3 separate regions of the Mus musculus genome follow, and all the other regions are linked to region 2. Evidence: chromatin contacts called from public ChIA-PET and Micro-C data. All regions are on one chromosome and are shown on one strand. The core of a region is the stretch at or near the end of the contact, and the rest is flanking DNA. Distances in the headings are between cores, read along the strand shown.

Evidence for each region. A called contact is a pair of places that touch in the nucleus more often than the background predicts. ChIA-PET counts read pairs in DNA pulled down with a chosen protein or histone mark.
Region 1: a contact with region 2 is called in an RNA polymerase II ChIA-PET map of effector CD8 T cells, with 16 read pairs. The contact joins the promoter of Ttc30a1 here to the enhancer-like site in region 2. A contact is called at or near these places in 4 of 39 promoter capture datasets (cranial neural crest, neural stem cells, pre-B cells and 1 more), 3 of 484 Hi-C or Micro-C datasets (cortical neurons and embryonic stem cells), 6 of 115 datasets of contacts at active chromatin or transcription factors (bone marrow-derived macrophages, effector CD8 T cells and embryonic stem cells) and 3 of 9 other capture datasets (adipose tissue, embryonic stem cells and liver).
Region 3: a Micro-C map of embryonic stem cells shows a contact between it and region 2, with 5 times the contacts expected there. The contact joins two enhancer-like sites. A contact is called at or near these places in 8 of 39 promoter capture datasets (the 3T3-L1 cell line, cranial neural crest, embryonic stem cells and 4 more), 28 of 484 Hi-C or Micro-C datasets (Sertoli cells, Th1 cells, brown adipocytes and 8 more), 12 of 115 datasets of contacts at active chromatin or transcription factors (bone marrow-derived macrophages, embryonic stem cells and epiblast stem cells) and 2 of 9 other capture datasets (embryonic stem cells and liver).

Annotation. Positions count from the first base shown.
Region 1 is chr2:75,980,666-75,983,365 of GRCm38.p6, reverse strand. It overlaps Ttc30a1 (tetratricopeptide repeat domain 30A1), which reads left to right and starts at 1,399. Exons shown (of 1, transcript NM_030188.3): 1 at 1,399-2,700. The coding sequence starts at 1,629.
Region 2 is chr2:75,682,130-75,684,829 of GRCm38.p6, reverse strand. The region is part of intron 1 of Nfe2l2 (nuclear factor, erythroid derived 2, like 2); the gene reads left to right. Among named protein-coding and RNA genes, the nearest start is that of Nfe2l2, 21 kb to the left of the region's middle. Within about 2 kb of position 1,324, at least 238 of the 459 cell types and tissues checked have an H3K27ac peak or open chromatin away from gene starts, as enhancers often do. A contact at or near this core is called in adipose tissue, bone marrow-derived macrophages, effector CD8 T cells and 4 more, where this site is marked.
Region 3 is chr2:75,958,736-75,961,435 of GRCm38.p6, reverse strand. No RefSeq gene overlaps it. Among named protein-coding and RNA genes, the nearest start is that of Ttc30a2, 18 kb to the left of the region's middle. Within about 2 kb of position 1,390, at least 111 of the 459 cell types and tissues checked have an H3K27ac peak or open chromatin away from gene starts, as enhancers often do. A contact at or near this core is called in bone marrow-derived macrophages and embryonic stem cells, where this site is marked.

The sequences.
Region 1 (2,700 bases), core at 150-2,649, 300 kb before region 2:
GTGATGACATCCAAGAAGTCACATGGCTGCAAATTCTCCACATGAGGGAAGGCTGAACGCACATAAAATCGGCTGTTATATGATAGGATTATACGATAGGAGCAAATGTATACCTGCTTCAGCCTTTTCCTTGTGATACCAGGAACTAGGGGATACCCAACCCCACTAGTCATTGTATATCTGTTTGAAAGTGCAATTGAGTCATGGAAGTCAGAAGCCTACTGCCCACACCAATTTACTTGATTGTTTCTATAGAAAAAAAAAAAAGGGACACAGCAATCTTTCCTCATACACACTTGGTGCCCTCATTTGGCAGGCCTTTACAGTTTCTTGGAGACATGAAGATAGAATGATTTGCCATTCACCGTTTCTCATGGAACCTAGTTCTTGGTTGTCATGGTTCAGCCTCTGTAGTGTTTGAATGAGAATGTCCCTCGTAGGTTCAGATGTTTGAACACTTAGTCCCCAGCTGGTGGCACTGTTGGGGAAGATGTGGCATTGTTGGAAAAGATATGTCACTGAGATTTTAAAAAGTTTCCGCCATCTCACCATCACACTATCTACCTCCATCTTGGAGGTGACAGAGAGCTGCTTCTGCTGAGAATCTGGGTCAGGAACTCAACTATGACTCTTTCAGAAGGTCTGCTTTAGTCGATTCTGGAGAAAGCCTGATTTGATGCTATTGTCTATCTGCTCCTTGGCTTGTGTGATTTTACTTAGCACAGTTACCCAACTAGACACTCTGATCTGCCTAGGACTCTCATTGGGAATCCTAGCTAACCTCTTCAATGGCTGCCCTAGTTGATTTCAACTAATATTTGTAAGCCTTCAATTTGATTATATTGAATTATCGATCTGATGTTTCTATCAGCTATTTCCTACTATTTTACCTTTGCTTACTATATTCTTAATAAACGGACGTTCAAAACCCAAAAACAAACAAACAAACAAAATGCCCGCCATTTGTAGATCATTTTCTACTTGGTGCAGAATGCTTGGTCACTGTACTATTCTATTAAGAAGTACACACTTAGTTCGGCACTAACGGATAATTCAGCAGATTTCAAAATATACAATAGGGAAAAAAAGTACAAGCCTCAAAAAACCTCCAGGGACCCCAGGCCCTAATCAGGTTACTGCTCTTCCACAGAGAGGTCACACTATCTAGCTAGAAAACAAGCAACGCTCACTCGTTCTAACGAGTAAAGGGAGTCTAAAACTCCTACTAACGGCCTAAAAGTCTTATGACCTTTTCCTATCTGAATTGAATACACAAACAATACGCCAAGTCCCCAGATTTCAGTACTCGTGAAATAAGACTACAACTCCCAGAATGCAAAGTGGATACGTCCCATTGGGGAAGTAACAATGTTGCATGCCGGGAGAAACCGGGAGTATAATGTCTGGACTACTTGCAACAAGTTTCTGTCCCTTCTCCGACTTCTGTCCCAACCCAGTTTGTAATCTTATAAGACAAAACAAAAAAATTCAGGGATTATGTCAACGGTTCCTAGTCATGCGGAACAGATCCTTTCTACCTCAGACCTAACCGCCACCCGCTGGATGAACTTCCGTTTCCGGTTACCTAGTTTCCTTGGAAACTAGCACGCGCTACAATTTTGGCGGCTATGGCGTGGCAAAGCAGCTCTAAAGTTCCCGACGGTGAGTTCACAGCGGTGGTGTACAGGCTCATCCGCGACTCCCGCTACTCAGAGGCGGTGCAGCTGCTAAGCGCAGAGCTGCAGAGAAGCTCCCGCAGCCGCGCAGGGCTGTCGCTGCTGGCCTACTGCTACTACCGCCTGCAGGAGTTCGAGCTCGCTGCAGAGTGCTATGAGCAGCTGAGCCAGATGCACCCGGAACTCGAGCAGTACCGCCTGTACCAGGCCCAGGCGCTGTACAAGGCCTGCCTGTATCCAGAAGCCACCAGGGTCACCTTCCTCCTGGACAACCCCGCCTATCAGACTCGAGTCCTTCGTCTCCAGGCTGCTATCAAGTACAGTGAAGGTGACCTCCCAGGAGCCAGGAGCCTGGTGGAGCAGCTGCTGAGTGGGGAAGCTGGAGAAGACAGTGGAGGGGAGAATGACCCAGATGGTTTGGTCAACATGGGTTGTCTGCTCTACAAGGAGGGACACTATGAAGCTGCCTGCTCCAAGTTCTTAGCGGCCCTGCAGGCTTCTGGCTACCAGCCTGACCTTTCCTACAACTTGGCATTGGCCTATTACAGCAGTCGGCAGTACGCGCCTGCTCTGAAGCATATCGCTGACATCATTGAGCGTGGCATCCGTCAACACCCAGAACTCGGTGTGGGCATGACCACGGAGGGCATTGATGTTCGCAGTGTTGGCAACACTGTAGTCCTTCACCAGACTGCTCTGATTGAAGCTTTCAACCTCAAGGCAGCCATAGAGTATCAGCTGAGAAACTTTGAGGTAGCCCAAGAAACTCTCACTGACATGCCTCCTAGAGCAGAGGAAGAGCTGGACCCCGTAACCCTCCACAACCAGGCTCTGATGAACATGGATGCCAAGCCCACAGAGGGCTTTGAAAAGCTCCAGTTTCTGCTCCAGCAGAACCCCTTTCCCCCAGAGACCTTTGGCAACCTGCTGCTGCTCTACTGTAAATATGAGTATTTTGACCTGGCAGCTGATGTCCTGGCAGAAAATGCCCACTTAACTTACAAGTTCCTCACACCCTATCTCT
Region 2 (2,700 bases), core at 75-2,574:
GCTTTGTAAATGAAGGTTAATTATGCAGCTGGTTATTCAACTGTTAAGGTTTGGGCATTCCTTCAGTGCACTCACAGACGCTGCCAGCCCTCCCCTGGGTGACTTTCAGACTGTAGAACATGAGTCTTGTTTTCTATCTGGTTTTATTCAAAAATACTTAGGCATTGTCTGTTGACAGGGGAGCTAAACCAGGTTTACTTTCTAGGTGAATAATATATATTCAGCTGGGCATCATAGGAGATATAGGATGGGCACTGTAGCCAAGTGTTCTTCACTCTCGATGTTCTAGTAACGAATGTGTGCATGAAGAAGAGAATGCCGAGAAGCAAAGGGTAAACTAAGGTGGGTATTTGGGGTGTGCGTACACCTTATGCAACCCCAGCATTTGGGAGCTTGAGTGAGGAGGAGGAGGATGCATCTGAGGTCAGCCTGACCTCCATAGTGAGATCCCTAATAAAAGGGGGTGGGGGGAGAACAAGCTTTCCTATAGAGTTAGGAGTAAAGACCCATTTTATTCTGTGCTAAATGACAAGTACAGTTTCTTATTGTTAGCGGCTTGTTGAGCTACTGTTTTTGTGGTAGTTGAAAGATGGCATAGTGGGTAAAGGTGCCTGCTCCCAACCTGATGATGGCCTTAGTGCCTGAGACACACATGGTAGAGGGAGAGAAACAGCTCCTGCAGGCTGCCCTCTGACCTCTATTTATACTCTGTGGCACATGTGTCTGGTTCCCACCCCTCCTGCTACCACCCCAATAAAAAGTAATAAAAATCCGTACTTTAAGATACAATTTTGCCGGGCGTGGTGGCGCACGCCTTTAATCCCAGCACTCGGGAGTCAGAGGCAGGTGGATTTCTGAGTTCGAGGCCAGCCTGGTCTACAAAGTGAGGTCCAGGACAGCCAGGTCTATACAGAGAAACCCTGTCTCGAAAAAAAACCAAAAAAAAAAAAAAAAAAAAAAAGATACAATTTTTAATTTCAATAATATGCCAAGGTCTCAGTTTACTGAAGAACTTTATTGTAGGGTGGGAATCATTTTAAAATCTTTTGCTAAATGTTTGTTCAAAGACTGGCTTGAAATATAATATGGCTTCAGTGTTCAAGGTCTCTGTTTATCCTTGTGCAGAGATGTTTATTTCAAAATGCCCTGACTTTGTTGTCAAACTGTACCCTTCCACGAGGCCTGTGATGGATTACCCAGACAGCAAATAATTATTACACATTTTGAATCTAACTTTTTGTTGGAGCAGATGGTGGTAGAACATGAATTGTCCAACATTCTGCTTCCTTCTGTCTCTTGCGTAAGCTAAGTTTGTAGTGGAACTTGGAGCACACTCAGGAATCCGTAAGTGGCAGGCAGCATTTGCCCCGTACACCACGAGGCTCACCCTGGCACTTAGGTTACCTACCCTTGGGCAGCTTTTTCCAGTCTAAGAAAATATCTGTTGGAGTGCTGTGCTAGCTGTTGTCTGCTTTCGGGTCGTCGTCCCCCCGTCCCCCAGACTGTTTATGTGGCCTTCCCTCCTGGGAGACCCACACGGTCAGGGTCGGACAGCTAGCTGCTTTTCAGAACTTTGGCAAGAGCAGTGTTAGTCCTCCTTAGATGCTTCTCTTCCCCGCTGTCTGCTGTCTTGTTCTTGCTTGTTAGGGGCTCCACCCTAGCATTTCCTCTGAGATGCTGTTCAGGTTTCACAAAGCAGTGGTTCGGGGATAGGTCTTTGTGGTGTAAGTCATGCGCCAGTCACGGGGTTCCTTACAGGAAATGCTGAGTGCTTTGTTCATTGCAGAAAATAGCACTTGTGCTGTGGGCCTCCCAGGCAGTGCTTTGGGTTAACAGACTTGTGTACAGTATTTCTTCCCAGGGTAATGCTTTGACTGTTTCATACAGTCTCATCCAGTCTCTGAAGCTAGGTCATTGTGACACACACTTGTAATCCAAGCTTTGGAAAGCTGGGGCAGGAGGATTGCTGTGAGCTCGAATCCATCTTGGGCTTCAGTATGAAATTTTGTCTTAAGAGGTGGGAAAAGGGGGGCTGGAGAGATGGCTCAGAGGTTAAGAGCACTGGCTGCTCTTCCAGAGGTCCTGAGTTCAATTCCCAGCAACATGGTGGCTCACAACCATCTACAATGGGATCTGATGCCTTCTTCTGGTGTGTCTGAAGACAACTACAGTGTACTCATACATGACATGAATTTTTAAAAAAACAAAAAAAAAAAAGAGGGAAAAAAGGGGGCTGGAGAGGTGGCTTAGCAGTTAAGAGCACTGCCTGCTCTTCCAGAGGTCCTGTGTTCAATTCCCAGCAACCACAAGGTGGTTCACAACCATCTGTAACGGGGTCTGATGCCACCTTCTGGTGTGTCTGAAGAGAACAATGGTGTACTCATATACATAAAGTAAATTTAAAAATCTTTAAAAAAAAAAAAAAAAGGCGGGGGAGAGGTGGGGGAAGCAAGTGCAAGGCCCTGGGTTTGGTCATCACCTCTGAAGAAAAAATTACAAAAGATAAAGTGTGCCATGCTCTTGGGCTGGCAAGATGGCTCAGTAAGAGCACTGACTGCTCTTCTGAAGTTCCTAAGTTCAAATCCCAGCAACCACATAGTGACTCACAGCCACCCATAATGAGATCTGACGCCCTCTTTTGGTACATCTGAAGACAGCGACAGTGTACTTCTGTATAATAATAAATAAATCTTGGGCCAG
Region 3 (2,700 bases), core at 141-2,640, 280 kb before region 2:
TTTATAACCCAAGAATGTCTTCTCAAGGACATAGGCGTGACAGCTTGAAACACAATCATCAAAGGAGAGACCATCCTTCTTACATCTGAACCCCGTACCCTATTCTGTGGTGTGGGGAGGGGAGCCCAACTTTCCTGGCATCAAAATAGTGGGACTACCATCTGTTGAGAAGACATGAGAAGGTGGCTTCCTTTGGCTGAAGCCACTTAACAAACAGACGGCTCAATCTCCTTCTCACCCCACTGCTTAAAAATCCTATCCCCGCTTCAGCAGAGTTGAATCCAGACTGAGTTCTGGCCTCTCACCAACTGCAACAGCCTTGAAAAAAATCCTCACGCCTACTTAACTTTGCCTGGTACAAGTCTTGTGCTGGCATCAATTGATGTAAAGACACTAAAGCCAAAATGTGTAGCGTTCCTCGCCCCCTGATTGCTTTAGGAAGGGTCATGGCAGCTAAGAGCTGCAGAGTCTACCATGCCTTCTTCCATCTCAGAGGCTTGAACAAGCTTGGGTTCACACTCCGTTTGTTCACCGGTCAGGGGGGAATCTCAGTACATGTCCCTGTGGAGTTTTTCAGTAAGTCTGGTGACACATGAGAGCAAGCCCAGAGATTTCCAGGTCAAGGGCCTGTTTCTCTGCAGTGTGCTTTGGTGACAGCCTTGGAGAACAAAGGGACAGTGAATCATTTCCTCTGTGCGAAGGTCATCTCTGCTGATCTTTGCAGTGCGGTGCTGACTTGAGAACCCAGCAGCTCTGAAGTCCCTTGCACTTAGGATCCTGCACCCAGCATGCCCCGCGCCTCTTGACTCCTTGCTAGCTCCTTCCAACTTTCTTCCTTCCCCTGCTGTCTTAAAAGGAAAGACCCAGGGCAGAGCCTCTGATGCTTACACAAAAGAAAAACAAATGGAGTCACACAATAACTTTAGCTGCGATCACTTCCTGGACCTCCAAGTTCCCAAAAGGGGGCGGTAGGGGGAGGGTGGTGGAGCGCATATCCATGGGCAGCTCCAGGTCAGATGTGAGGAGACAATGGCCAAAGTGACACACCCAGTTCGTGGCATCCTTGTCTGGGACTCCCTTTCTCCATCTTTGGATAGCCAATCGCTGTGTCTGCGCCTTGCTGCTCTCCAGGGCCGTTAGAAGGCTCAAATGAAATAACGTCTGTAAAGTGCTTAGTAAACTGTAAAATGCTTTACAAATGTAAGGGATTATTACAAACCACAATACAGCGGTGCTTTATGGTTTTATAAAACTACTGGCTGGAACTGCAGGAAGGGGAATCCCTCTGGTGATTTTGATTTTGGAAACAGGAGGGCTTGGGCCAGCCTGCTTGCCAGGCGTCAGACTCCTGGCAGCAGCTGTTTATCCCATCTCACTCAGCTCCGCACATATGGCCGCTGCGGGCCTCCTGCAGAGCCGACAATCTGCACCACTGAGTCTGAGCTCGGCCAGCGCAATCTCCACTCCACCCTGGCGCTGTCTGGCTTGCCAAGTCTAACACCTAGGAAACAGAGACCTTATCGCCTTGTACTTTACCACCAAAGCGTTTGAGTTGGGTTTTTGTTGTTCTTTTAGATGAGAATTTCCCTTCTTTAGCGACTGGAACAACTCAGATTCTCACCATAAAAAGCCTTCCTTTGAGCGGACTGAAAACCCCAGATGTTGCTCCCTTTTTTTTTTTTTTTTTAAGCTTTACTGTGATCACAAAGGCAGTGGTATAAACGTCTGCCCCGGGCCTGGGCTTGCACCAGCTGAGAAGGATTAAGACACTGATACATTCTTTTCTCTTTGGACTTCACACAGCAAGGTCGCATTAACCCATGCTGGCTGGCGGCAGAGTTGGCACCTGTGGATTCTCCTTGGCGCTGCAGCCAAGCCCTTGATGGACGCTTACGAACACTAAAGTGCAGCGGCCTTGCTGTTGATAACCGCTCGCTTCTCCCTGAGGTGTTCTGAAATTGTTTTTGCGTCTAAGCACTACTCCTGGGCTTGTAAATGTCACGAGGAATTATGAACATTTGCGGAAAAGTAACCGTTTGACTAATTTCCTGTTCCACAAAGCAAACACACCACCCTATGTATTTAGGATCTGCTGTTGGCACGCCAGGTTGTGGCAAGTTTCAAGGTTATAGGATCATAAATGGGATTAGATAAGCCAGACAGGGTGGCTCAGACTCTAGCAATTTTAAAGTATGAAAATTCCGCAGAAAAAAATAGGCAAACAATCTTGAAGGGAAAGTAAACTATAATAGCCCTACAAGATGGGGGGGGGGGGGGGAGACCACTGCTGTGGTGTGGCTGGGGACTCAGTAGTCCCGGGGTGGGGGGTGCATTTCTAGAATACATGCTAGAATGGATAAATATTTTAGAATACAAGACAGAAACGGGTCATAATTTTAAGAACAGAAGGAGTTTTCTATTTGATTCAAGTGTGGCCTGACACATTTTTCAAAAGCAAAAGATGAAGGAAATTACGAAGAAGAGTAGAATTGATGGCAGGAATCTGGAATTCCAGAGAGCAGAATGCATTGCGCCACATGGATGCCTTTGCATTTTAAATTATCTATTTCCTTTTAATTGACCAGATTAATTATTCCCACCTTGCCACTTGGCAGGTAGGGTCGCTGCTCCTTCACCACATTAATGAACCTATTCACGTTGCCTCTTTGTAATTAAGACTGTGAGTTACAGGTCACATTC